Linked DNA regions of Sus scrofa: region 2 is linked to region 1. A link is a contact called in public Hi-C data. All regions are on one chromosome and are shown on one strand. Each heading gives the region's core, a stretch centred on a gene start, on an enhancer-like site or on the middle of the called end of the contact. The rest is flanking DNA. Distances are from core to core; before and after follow the strand shown.

Region 1 (6,462 bases), core at 1,893-4,392:
TAATGAAGAAAAGTCTCTTCCCCATCCCCCTTTCAGAAGGGAGGAGGATAGCCATCTACTGTATGTATATAAAAGAACAAAAGAAAATCTGTGGATCTCCATTCCTCACCTATGATAGACTCTGAAGTTCGTTTGAGTAGGACTTTTGATGTGGCTTTTGGAAAGTGGTCCCTGGAGTAAGAATCAGGGTGAACCATGTGGTCATTTACGCTTTAAATAATTAATGATAATCTATGATTCAGAACACCTTGTATATACATTTCAGGATGAAATTACTAAAAAGGAATATTAAAAATTCAACACATGGAGTTCCCGTTGTGGCACAGCAGAAACAAATCCGACTAGGAACTGTGAGGTTGCAGGTTTGATCCCTGGCCTTGCTCAATGGGCTAAGGATCTGGTGTTGCCATGAGCTATGGTGTAGGTCAAAGATGCTGCCCGGATGTGCTGTTGATGCTGCTGTGGCTGTGGTGTAGGTCAGTAGCTGTAGCTCCGATACAACCCCTAGCCTGGGAACCTCCATATGCCACAAGTGTGGCCCTAAAAAAAAGGCAAAAAAAAAAAAAAAAAAAAAAAAAAAAAACACCCAACCAACACACCATACATTTGTTATTCTATACTTCAAATTATATTTAATATGATCTTAAAAATTCTAACAGTATTTATCTATATACTTCCCAAATATAGGATTTTGACAATTCTCTTCCTAACTACCACCTACTAGTTTCTCAAGTTTCATGATTTACATTCACCTAAATCGAGAATGGTTAACTTTTTTTTTTTTTTTGCTTTTTAAGGCCACACCTGCAGAATATGGAGGTTCCCCACTGGGGGTTGAATTGCAGCTATGGCTGCTGGCCTATACCATAGCCACAGCAACGCCAGATCCTTAACCCACTGAGTGAGGACAGGGATTGAACCTGCAACCTCATGGTTTCTGCTGCGCCATGATGGGAACTCCAGAATGGTTAACTTTTAACGTATCAGGGTCAATAACTACAAATCATAGAACTTTAGAGTAATAATCCAGGTGATTAATCCATGCCAACGGCCTTATTTTACAGGTGAAGAAAGGGTTATGTGAACTGCTCAACAGTAATACATCTCTCGAAAAGTAGGATTAGAACCCAGCTCTCCTGATATGCAGTCCAGGGTTCTTTTATTGACAACGTATCAACAAATCCTCAGCCTTAAAATACTGGCATATATATATTTATTTATTTATTTACTTATTTATTTATTTTTTGTCTTTTTGCCATTTCTTGGGCCGCTCCCACGGCATATGGAGGTTCCCAGGCTAGGGGTCCATTCGGAGCTGTAGCCGTTGCCTATGCCACAGCAACGCGGGATCAGAGCCACGTCTGCAACCTACACCACAGCTCACGGCAGTGCCGGATCCTTAACCCACTGAGCAAGGCCAGGGATCGAACCCGCAACCTCATGGTTCTTAGTCGGATTCGTTAACCACTGAGCCATGACAGGAACTCCAGCTGGTATATATTTAATCTTAAAACATTAAAATCCATTCCTTTATAGAAGCCCCCACTTTTCTTTGACTTGTAAATATGTCAGTCATGCCTAAAATTGGATGGAACTTTCTTCCCTGTGACTTAACTCAGGTAACAATTTCAATTGTGATTTCAAGATTTTTTTTCACTAGCACCACTTCTAGATTTCCCTTTATTATTGTTTTCTCATTCACCCACAGCAGCTGACCCAGATCTCTGTCAGAAAGCTAGCTGAACAGGTACAAAAAGAGGCACCAATAACTAGATACTCAAAGCCAGCATGGAAAACACGAATTAGTCTGTAAACTTATTACTTATTAAGTATTACTTATAACTAAATGCATTACTTATTTCTAAATGCATGGGAACCTAAAACAGACACCTTTAGGAAGGTGAGCTGCCCGGCATCAGGAGATCTGATTTAACAGCTTAAAAGATCTTCACAACCTGTCATTTTGGTCACAAGAATTAGTACAACGGTGGTTTCAAATTCTGATTTTGCATTAGTCACCTGTCAGCTTATTTAAAATGGCTGCAAAGGCCCCACCCTGGAGATTCTGATTCAGATGGTCTGGGGGCAGAGTACAAGTAATCTATTTTAAGAGGGCCCCTTCAAGTTATTCTCATGCACAGGGAAATAAGAGAACCCCTGGTACACAGAACTCAAACACAATTGTCATGCTGGGGCCTAGTACCACTTCAGTCCGTCAAAACTTTTCATCCAAAGCTGCTGAGAGTGCCTGAGCACTTCCGGAAGCATACCTTCCGCAGAAATTCAACCGAAGAGGAAACAGCTGCTTCTAGCATCGGTAACATAAAAAAAGACAGGTGAATAAACCGCCGAATAATTTTGGCTGTTCCCAGTTGTAATCCTGTGCTAAATTTTGTAATCTCTAATTTGGCAGGCTTACTTTCAGGAAGAAATGTAAATCCCGCCACAGATGCTCTCAATATAAGCCCTGGGCCTTACTTTCTTGCAGCAGGAGAGGGTCGCCAGGGTAGGAGGGAACACGAGAGATGAGGGAGAAGAGAAAGTCGAAAACGGGAAGGTCTTGTGCTTTTCGCCCTCCCCTCAACCCTTCAAACCTCCTTCCCATCCCTTCCTGTGACCTTGTCAGGACTCCATGCGGGAGCGCTCTTCCTCTCAATCCCTCCTCACCCCCGCTCTCAGGGCTACCCGCTCCCCACAGTCGGCCCCAGCCCACTTCCTCCCCAGCCCCATCCGTGAGCTTCTCAGACTTTGCTCCATCCTCCGTGTGCCCTCATCCGACAGAGCGTCAGGCCTTGTCTTTGGACCCCAAGCCCTCACTGAACCGCGAGGTCGGGCCTGAGCCCAGCCAACTAGACATTGCACCCTTCATCCCGGGAATCACCCCCTATTCCCAGTCCCACGATACTCAAGGTGCTCTTAGCTCAGCCCAGTGCGGCCTCACTTCTTCCCGTCCTACGGCCTGACGTTTCCCGCTTCCAATAACCCCGCAAACTTCACTTACCGACTACAACAAGACCTCACAAACGCCAAACTGCTTTTGGTCCTACGCCTGTCTGGCCGGCTTCTCACCATCCCGCCCACGGCCGGCCTCAGCCAATCAGAAATCGGCACCCGGCACGCAGAGGCGGGGCGAGTGGGTGCGTGCTTGTGCGTGGTGGGTGCGGCCGCCCGGAGCCGGGCTTGGATTGGCTGAGACGAAGCGTATGGGCCATGGTTTCGCGGCCAGAGCTCTCACTTGGGGAGCGCGTCAGAGGTTAGAGTTCGGTGGCCGGGGGTTAGGCCGAGGAAGGTCAAGGGCTCATGGCCTCCGGCGGGGCAGTACTTGAGATTACCCTTGCCCTTTTCCCCTCGGGCCGCGGTGGGGGCTAGCACCTCGAACGCTGTATCCCGAGCGCCTGCTGGGTGGGGCTGGTTATGAGGGGGTTCAACCCGGGTCCACCCGACGCTGCGAGTGAGATGGGAGCCCATATCTGCCCTTGGTGCTGGGGTAGCTAGGTCTACTCCCAAGCCTGGCAGTCATTCTCCGGGAACGTGCGTTGTGGAGCTCGGGTCATGGCGCTTACACTCTAGTGGGAGGTGGCCATTAATTGCATGCACAGGATCGCTGGAGCTGTGACCTCACCCAGACCGGGGTGGCTTAACCTAAGGAAGGAAGTGTCAGAGGCCCTTTGTAAGAATAAACTTCTGGGGCAGTGCCCCTAATTTGATCGTAGAGTAATTAGTAACTGACGATTTGGTGCAAAGTTTCAAGCACTGTATGTACCATGGGGACTATATCTGTGACCAAATTAGAATCTCTGAACCAAACCAGGTGGACTGCCAAGTGCTCTGTCCTACAGGTAGGAGCTCGGTGTCATGTGTGCAGAATTTTGAAAATCTTTTGTCTCATAATTGAGTTAAGGCACATGTAGGAAGCTTTCATACCGTGTATGATAATTTAGAAATTCCATACCTTGGTTGTGTGGTGTGCTTTTGGCTCCTTGAGGGCACTTATTTTGTCTAGTTCATGCTGTTATCTACTTGAACACAGATCACTTAGGGCCTTAGTATTGTTTTTGTTTTTTTGGCTTTTTAGCATCACACTTGTGGTATATGGAGGTTCCCGGGCTAGGGGTCCAGTCAGAGCTACAGCTGCTGACCTGAGACACAGCCACGGCAACATCAGATCCAGGCAGCGTCTTCGATCTACACCACAGTTCACAATGAGGCCAGATCCTTAACCACTGAGTGAGGCCAGAGATGGAACCTGCAACCTCATGGTTCCTAGTCAGATTCCTTTCCACTGTGCCACGAGGGGAACTCCAGGACCTTAGTGTTGTTAAATGAAGAAAGGACTTAACCCAGTAGTGTAGGAGAAAATGTCCTGATAAAAATGCAGAAAGGAGAGACTCCGGCCATGATGACTAAGCAAAGTCTAGCCGTCTGCCCCTAACCACCCTTCCCCACACATCTGCTTCTGTAAACTTGTTTCTGCATCTACTACCTTGCCTGACGTCACTCCGGTCCCACTAGATAAGCATGGACCCGGAAGAGGTAGCCCATAAAAGCCTTATGAAACTCAGACTCCGGAGAGCGATCTCCTCTGAGTCCGCCAGCGTAATAAACCTGAGTTCTCCAGCTCTCCAAGTGCTTGCTTGGTTTCTCGCCGGGTAAAAGAGCTGATACACTGCAGCCACAGAGCTGCTGGAGCTGGTACACTAAAGCCACAGGGCTGTTGCCAGAGCCGATACGCTGCGATGCAGGGCCGCTGGGCAGCTGCAGTAGCAGTAGCTGGAGAGCTTAAAAGATAAATGGGATGATTGGGGACACTCAGGGTAATTAAAAGAGCCTGATAGAGCATAACAGACAATACAGAGCAAATGTAAGAATCCAGTCATCTTTTCAGCATTAAGGAGATTCGCAAAAATGTTAAAACCATATCACTTTTCAATTTTTTTTCTTTTGGTAAGTACTTTTAATAAAAAGCGTATTTATTCTTAAAAGAGCATAACAAATTTGACTATGAAAGTAAAGCAGAAGTCACCAAGTCCTTTGATTCTGGAAATACAAAGACTAACAGCAGAGAGGTGACCACAGCATATCCATTCCTGAAGGAGATTTATACGAATCAAAATAATATTAGCTCACTTGCTAATTTTCAGAGAATGGGATTTGAAGTCAGGCAGACCAGTGCTAGTTCCATTTTGGCCACACATAAGCCATGACCTTAGGTTTAACTTCCTAACTTTGTAAAATGGGGATAACAGCTGTGGTAAATGAGGAATAGATATAGTGTGTTACTGTTACTTTAAAAATTCCATCAGCAATTACTGGGCATGTATATTGTGCCAGGTGTTGTACTGGACTCAGAAGTTGAATGCTCAGCCCTTTCCCTGAAATAATTTATAATTTGATTAGGTCAAAGGAATAAGCATGGAAGAACATCAAAAAGAGTCTGTGGTAAGTGCTGTGAACAGAAATCCAGGTAGATATAGTGAGTCAGTGGTTTCAAAGAAGGCTTTTTGGGACTGGGGCTTGAGTGAGTGGGCTTTGAAGGGTGACTAGCATGTAAATATATTGGGAGAATATTCCAGAAAAAGGGAACGGTGGGCAGAAGGTGGACCATGAGATTGTAACTGGCATGGAGGACAATGAGTGGGGAAAAGGCAGAAATTTATGACTAAAGCAGAGTCAGAGAAGAATGAAAAGAAGGCCTAGGCTACTCTGGGGAAGACCTTAAGTCTAAAGAACTTAGACAGTATTGTATTAGGTGACCCTTGAAGGTTTTTGGAGCAGGGTGTTGACAAGAGCTGACTGCATTTGAGGTACTTGGTAGTTAAACAGAATGACTTAAAAAGGACTATCTGGAGTTCCCGTCACAGCTCAGTGGTTAACGAATCCTACTGGGAACCATGAATTTTCGGGTTCGATGACCGGCCTTGCTCAGTGGGTTAAGGATCCAGCGTTGCCGTGAGCTGTGGTGTAGGTTGCAGACGCAGCTTGGATCCCCTCTTGCTGTGGCTCTGGTGTAGGCCGGTAGCTAAGCTCCAATTCAACCCCAGCCTGGGAACCTCCATATGCCGCGGGAGGGGCCCTAGAAAAGGCAAAAAGACCAAAAAAAAAAAAAAAAAATTTTAAATTAAAATAAAAAGGACTATCTGTTCTAAACGCTAAAGAGAAAACTTTGGCTTAGACCAGTGTTTTGTCTATGCCAAACTTAAAATGGAATTCAAATCCACTTAGTAAGAAATTTATTCATAGTGGCTATCCTAATAGAGTAATCCTTCGTTTTGCTCTATTTAACTCTCTTACAATTTCCGGTTTCAAACAGCTATGTGACTTGATTAAAACAATGTTAAAAATAAAAAAAAAAAAGGACTATCTGCAGTACTCAGCTAGAACTAAAGACTATTCAGGATATGGCTCGTTACATTCTTTGTATTGAGGCCATATCCTTGGTCTTAGTATATGGAAGGCTGCTAC
Region 2 (6,462 bases), core at 1,407-3,906, 45 kb after region 1:
GGGGGCACAGATGCTGAGTTCTGCATGGGCCGAACTGAGTCAGTGGTGCTGTGAGACCCCTGTGGGGAGACTGGGAGTGTGGGTAGCTGAGAGCTCTGAGCTCAGCAATGGTTGTGGAAAGCAAGTGAAGATCAGCCCAAGATTGGGGTGCAAAGGGGAGGGGGGCATGGAGGAGGGACCTTGAATAAAGGCAGCCTTTCTCTAGAGCTGCTCTATCCCATACAGAAGCCACTAGCCCCATGTGGCTGTTGAACACTCAGGATAGGGCTAGTCTGAATTAAGATATGCTCAGTATCAAGGGTAAAAAGTACATACCAGCTTTGGAGGGGAAAAAGAATTGTAAAAGTATTTCATTCATGTTTGTACATTGACTCATGTTGAAATGCTAATATTTTAGATAACTCAAACTACAGCATAAAAATGAATTTCACCTGTTTCTTTTGACTTTTTAAAAAAAATGTGTCAAGTAGGAAATTAAAAATTACACATATGGCTTGCCTGGTACTGCTCTCTGATGACACTGTTCTGGACTGACTTTTGCAGGATGAGGAATAAGTATTGAGGAAAAGAAACAAAGTGCTGCGGGGGTGGAGACCAACCTTTGCAAGATGCCGCCTGACTCACTTACCCAGTGTCTTTGCTGCAGGACTTGTCAAGGCATGTCTTGCCTCCCAAACTGAGTTGCCCACAGATAATTTCCCCTTCCCTGGTCTTGCTGTGAGAAATGAGTTCTGTGGAATCCGCTGTGAGAGACAGTGTTTTAGAAAGAAGGGAGGGGAGTTCCTGTTGTGGCACAGCGGAAACGAATCTGACTAGGAAACTTGAGGCTGTGGGTTCAATCCCTGGCCTCACTCAGTGGGTTAAGGATCCTGCGTTGCCAGCAGCTTTAGCTCTGATTTGACCCCTAGCCTGGGAACCTCCGCATGCCCTGGGTGCAGCCCTAAAAAGCCAAAAAAATAAAAAAAATAAAAATAAAATTAAAAAAAAAAAGAGAGGATAAGCCTGGGAGGTGATTGGAAGGAGGCCAAAGAGCAGGGAGGGCACGCAGGACAGAGGAAGGGGCGGTCAGTGGGGCCTGAGGTTTCAGAGGGGCAGCAGAGGTGGAGACCCCAAGGGAGCACTGGGCCAGCCTGCGGCCGCCTGGACAGAACTCACTCTGTGGGCCGCAGGCGGTAGCGGAAGCACACCTCGTAGCTGGGCTGCATGGTGCCAAAGCCCCAGCGCTGGGGGTCCACGGGTGGCACAGGCATGTCCGGGTCCACCAGCTCCAGGTCAAAGTGTGTGACCATGAGCAGCACAAAGAGCTTCATCTCGGTGAGGGCAAAGAACCTCCCAGGGCAGATGGAGATGCCCGAGCCCCATGGCATAGTGTAGTGGTGGATCTTCTTGCCTGCCTTGTAGAAGTTTACTTTCCGGCTGCCGCTGGGCGTGAGGAAGCGATCGTACTTGAAGGTGGTGGGCTCGGGGTGGATGTCAGGGTCCATGTGCACCGAGAGATAAGGGAAGAGGGCCAGGATGTCTCCATGACGGAGCCGGTATTCCTGCCCACTGGCCATCTTTAGCATCTGATCACTGTTCACCACCCTGAGGAGGGTGGGCGCGGCCCCCAGCCGCAGTGTCTCCTCCATCACGCTGTCCAGCACTGGCATGTGACTCAGTGCACTGACCTCTACATCGAAGGACTGCTTGTCCTCCAGCCTGGCTTCCCCCAGGACCCGGGTGGCCTCCTCCCTCACGGCCCGCATGGCCTCTGGGTGCTTCAGGAGGAACAAGAGGGCCCAGAAAGTGGTAGGCCCTGTGTTACCCTGGGAGGCCCAGAGCATCATGAAGTTGAACTTGTCCTGCATGGCTGGGGCTACTCCCTGCTCCCTCAGAACCTGAAGCATATCGGTGATCCAGCTGCTTATGCCGTGCCTCTCCAAGCTGTGTTCCACAGAGAGCATCTTGTGGAAGAGACACTGGAGCCGGCCCACTTCCAGCCACTCTCGTGGGCCCAGCAGGGAGTAGACAAACCTGGGGAACATGCGGTCGAACTTGCGGAACTGCATGAATAACTCCTCCGCCTGCAGCAGGTCCTGCTCCTTGTCCTCTGTGCGGCCAAACAAGCTCAGGTAGCCGGCCTTGAACAGGATGTCATAGCAGAAGTGAAAGAGGCCGTCCTCACGCCAGCAACTGGCATCCGGACTAGGGCCCTTGGGGCCCAGCATAACCAAGGACAGGTTGTCCAGCATGGCTTTGTTGAGCTCCTCCAAGCCGTCACCCATGAGGTGCTTGGTGCTGGCTGAGTGTATCATCCGGTGGTCTCCCTGCATGGAGCGGTAGCCAAATACCTTCAGCACCAGTTTTTCTGCATACTCCACAAAGTCTAGTTTTCTCTTCGCATCCTTGAGGATGGGGCCAAAGGAAAGAGGGTCCATGACAAAGGTGAAGTACTGGCCGCCTAGCTGCACGGTGAATATGTCCCCGTGTCTGGCCCACATGTGCTTCAGGAATTCCAACATATTCTTCCGGAAAGTCATGGCATGACCCAGCCAGGGCACGGAACCCTTATCCAGAGGGGGCTCCTCAGGTCTTCGTTGCCGGAGCAGCCCCTGCAGGCACAGGTATCCCACAATGGCCACCAGCAGGACTCCCAGCACTGGACCCCAGAGCACCATAGCTGTCCTCTTCCAGGGTGAGCTCTGCACACACTGTTCTCTGGGTGCCAGAGAGCTTTTGGGAGGCCTTGGAGACAGAAAGGTCTGTCCACCTGGACCTTGCCCTGTGACTGCAAGTTACAGTAAATAACCCTAGCGAGACAGTACCTGGGAGCAGAATGTGCCCTTGAATTTTTTTAGGACCTGATCATGTGGGAGGAGGAGGTGGGACCAGGAAGGTGCCCAGAAAGAAGCCTCTAGCTATGGTCACAGCCTCCTCACCAGCTTCAGGCTTTGTTCTGACCTCTTCAGACCCATCTCCAGCATCTTCTCTACCAAGCTTTCCTTGATATCACCTTTATCCTCATGAGTTATTGACTATCAACTCCTTTACTGACTCAGGAATTCCCATATTCATTAGCTTGCTCATTCAGCAAAAATGCACTAAGCACTTATTGAAGTTTCACCACCCCCTCATTTTTAAAAGACCCCCAGAACCTTCCAGGCAAGGGACTCTTCAAGCACAGGCTCAGATTTCAGTCTCAGAGCCTCTTACCCATTGGCTTGCACAATTCTCTATCAAGAATACAGACTGGGAACCTAGGAATTATGAAATGTCAGAGATGATAGGGATTTCAAACCAAGGGCTTTATTTCACAATGAGGATCTAGGTTCACAGTATAGTAAGGGCTTTTTCTTTTCTTTTCTTTTTTCTTTTCTCTTCTCTTTTCTTTCCTTTTCCTTTCCTTTCCTTTTCCTTCTGCTGTCTGTCTGTCTGTCTGTCTGTCTTTTTAGGGCTGTACTCACGGCACATGGAGGGTCCCAGGCTAGGGATCAAGTCAGATCTGTAGCTGCCGGCCCACGCCACAGCCATAGCAATGCTGGATCTGAGCCTCGTCTGCAACCTATACCACAGCTAATGGCAACGCTGGATCCTTAACCCACTGAGCAAGGCCGGGGATTGAACCCTTATCCTCATGGATACTAGTCAGGTTTGTTAACCACTGAGCCATGGCAGGAACTCCAAATGGGGACTGTTTCTGACAGCTGTCCCAGCTTGGTGAGGTGAGTTGACTGATTGCTGGGGGCCCTCTGTGAGGTGTCAGGCCAGGTCCCTGCCAGCAGGCCCAAGAAGGAGAAAGCTGTGCCCTTGACTCTAAGGCTTTAGTCAAGCAGCCTGGCCCATTGTTGCAATAGGTAAGGTTCAGACTCAATGCAACTAGTTCTGATAGCCCACAAGTTACTCTTTAACTTCTTAAATAGCCCACAAACAGGGACTTTGTCTTCTCAGGCAACCGTAAGATTTCTGCATGCCACCTTGAGTGAGCCCCCTTTGCCTTGCACAGTTCCTCCCAGCAGGAAACCAAAACATCCACACTCTGTCTCCACAACATTCCCTCTGATTGCTCAGAGCAACCACAGCAAGTACTCAGCTCTCCCCAGCCCTAGTGAAACCTCAGAACATGTTTTGGGGCCTGGTAGAGCATAGATTCTTCTGTCTCAGAGCAGAAAGAATTCAGGGAGAGGCAGTGACAGGAAAGAGTTTATTAGTGTAGGACCCTTGTGAGAGATACAAGTGGGCAGGCAAGCAAGTGCCTGAGAATTTAGTGCGATGCAGTTTTATAATCAAAGGAAAAGTGGGGGGTGGGGAGAAGACCACCTTCTTCCTCGTTCTTTTTATTTTTTTAACCTTTCATTTTTTTCTACTGTACAGCATGGTGTCCCAGTTACACATACATGTATACATTCTTTTTTCTCACATTATCATGCTCCATTATAAGTGACTGGACATAGCTCCCAGTGCTACCCAGCAGGATCTCATTTCTAATCCATTCTGAAGGCAAGAGTCTGTATCTATTAACCCCAAACTCCCAGTTCTTCCTTATTCTTGAGCAGATACCGAATTTCTGTCATCAGCTCCTCCTCTGCGAGGATGCTTTTAGGCAGGAGCCACTGGCGGCCGCCAGGGCTGAGGCGCCCTCTGTCTGTCGATCCGTGGTGCTTCACCCTGAGGGCTGTGTGTCTGTGAATTCATTTTCGGAGCCAACAGTAAGGGGGTGGGCAGGGGGAAGCCTTTCGGAGGGGCTCTCTCCTTCCCTCCCACTGCTGCTGCTTCCCACGCGTGGGCTGAACAGAAGCCGCCACTTCCGAGCACACTCCTGAGAAATTCGTTTCATAAGCCTGGCTGGAGTGTCGTTTCTGTTATCTTTCAACATTTTTTTTGTGCTCCTTTATTGCTTGCCTCACATTCCACGATGGGCAGGAGTGTGCACATTCCACGATGGGCAGGAGCGTGGGTTGAGTTCTTTAGACAGGACTCAAGTGGGTTTCTGGTTCCGTCAGAGGTCTTTTCATTCCATACATGGCCTAGCATTTTAAGCAACTGCACACCAACCCAAGGGCTCTGTTTACCTGCTGTGGTTCCTCTGGGCATTCTCTAGTCCGGATGCACTGGCTATCCCTTGAATATTGTTTGCCTTCTGTTCCAATTCTGGATGATATCGATTCCAGTGCTAGCCACTTCCTGCCCACTGCCTTACCCCAGAAATCAGTAGCAATACCTGTGAAATGAAGATGCAGGGGAGAAATTATTTCACTCTGCCTTTAGATCAGAGAGTAGTCTTGGAGTTCCTGGCTGTGGCTCAGTGGTAACAAACCTGACTGGGATCCATGAGGATGAGGGTTCCATCCCTTGCCTCACTCAGTGGGTTAAGGATCTGGAGTTACTGGTGAGCTGCGGTGTAGGTGGCAGATGGGGCTCGGATCTGGGGTTGCTGTGGCTGTGGTGTAGGCTGGCAGCTGCAGCTCTTTAGGTTGTGGCCCTGAAAAGAAAAAAAGTAGTCTAATTTAATTTAGAGCTGGGCTTATTTATGGCTCCTTTCCTTCCTAGCTTTCAAAGTTTCTTTTTTCCAGGAAGAGAAGGAAACTTTTCCATAGCACTTGGAAGTTCCAGCCAGAGTTATTAGATAAGGAAAAGAATTAAAATGCATCTAGATTGTAAAGGAAGGGATAAAACTATCTCTACTCACAGATGACATGATCCTGTATATAGAAAATCCCAAAGAATCCATCTGAGGACTGCTAGAATTAATAAAGGAAGCAATGTTGCAGAGTAGAAGATCAACGTAAAAATCAGTTGTGTTTTTGTACACCAGCAGTGAGCAATACAAAAAGGAAATTCTTGCAATTTTGTTTGAATAGCATCTAAAATTATTAAAAACTTAGGAATAAATCTAACCAAGTTGGTGATAGACTTGTATGCTGAAAATACAAAACATTGCCAAAAGGAATTAGACTTACATAAGTGCAAGGACATTCCATGTTCATGGATAGGAAGATGTACCAATGTTAAGATGTCAATACCACCCACAGTGATCTATAGATTCAACACAGCTCCTATCAAAATTCCAACAGCTTTTTTCAAAGAAATGGACATGCTGATCCTTAGATTCATATGGAATTTCAAGGGACCCTGAATAGCCAAAATAATCTTGAAAAAGAATGAAGTTGGAATACTCACTCCTCCTGACTTTGAACTTTATTACAAAGCTATAGTAAATAAAACATCATGGCACTGGCAAAAGGACAGACCTATAGACGGAAGGAATATAATAGAGAATGCAGAAGTAAACCCTCACATGTATGGTCAACTGATTTTCAGTAAGGATGCTAAGACCATTCAGGGGGAAAGGACCCCATTTCGACAAACTAGGAAAACTGGATAGCACATGCAAAAGAATGAAATTACCTTACACGACATACAAAAATTAACTAAAAATGTATCAAAGACCTAAACTTAGGGGTTAGAGCTATAGAACCCCTAGAA

The links. Hi-C and Micro-C count contacts between places; a contact is called where the count stands out from the background.
Region 2: a contact with region 1 is called in a Hi-C map of skeletal muscle, with 2.0 times the contacts expected there. The contact joins the promoter of CYP8B1 here to the promoter of HIGD1A in region 1. A contact is called at or near these places in 13 of 47 Hi-C or Micro-C datasets (alveolar macrophages, brain, embryonic fibroblasts and 9 more) and 1 of 2 datasets of contacts at active chromatin or transcription factors (alveolar macrophages).

Annotation. Positions count from the first base shown.
Region 1 is chr13:26,283,192-26,289,653 of Sscrofa11.1, forward strand. HIGD1A (HIG1 domain family member 1A, mitochondrial) reads right to left here and starts at 3,143. Exons shown (of 4, transcript XM_003132140.6): 1 at 3,002-3,143.
Region 2 is chr13:26,329,082-26,335,543 of Sscrofa11.1, forward strand. CYP8B1 (cytochrome P-450 8B1) reads right to left here and starts at 2,657. Exons shown (of 1, transcript NM_214426.1): 1 at 1,152-2,657. The coding sequence starts at 2,657. The coding sequence ends at 1,152. All of the region lies in intron 1 of ZNF662 (zinc finger protein 662), which reads left to right. It also overlaps a transcript of ACKR2 not described here.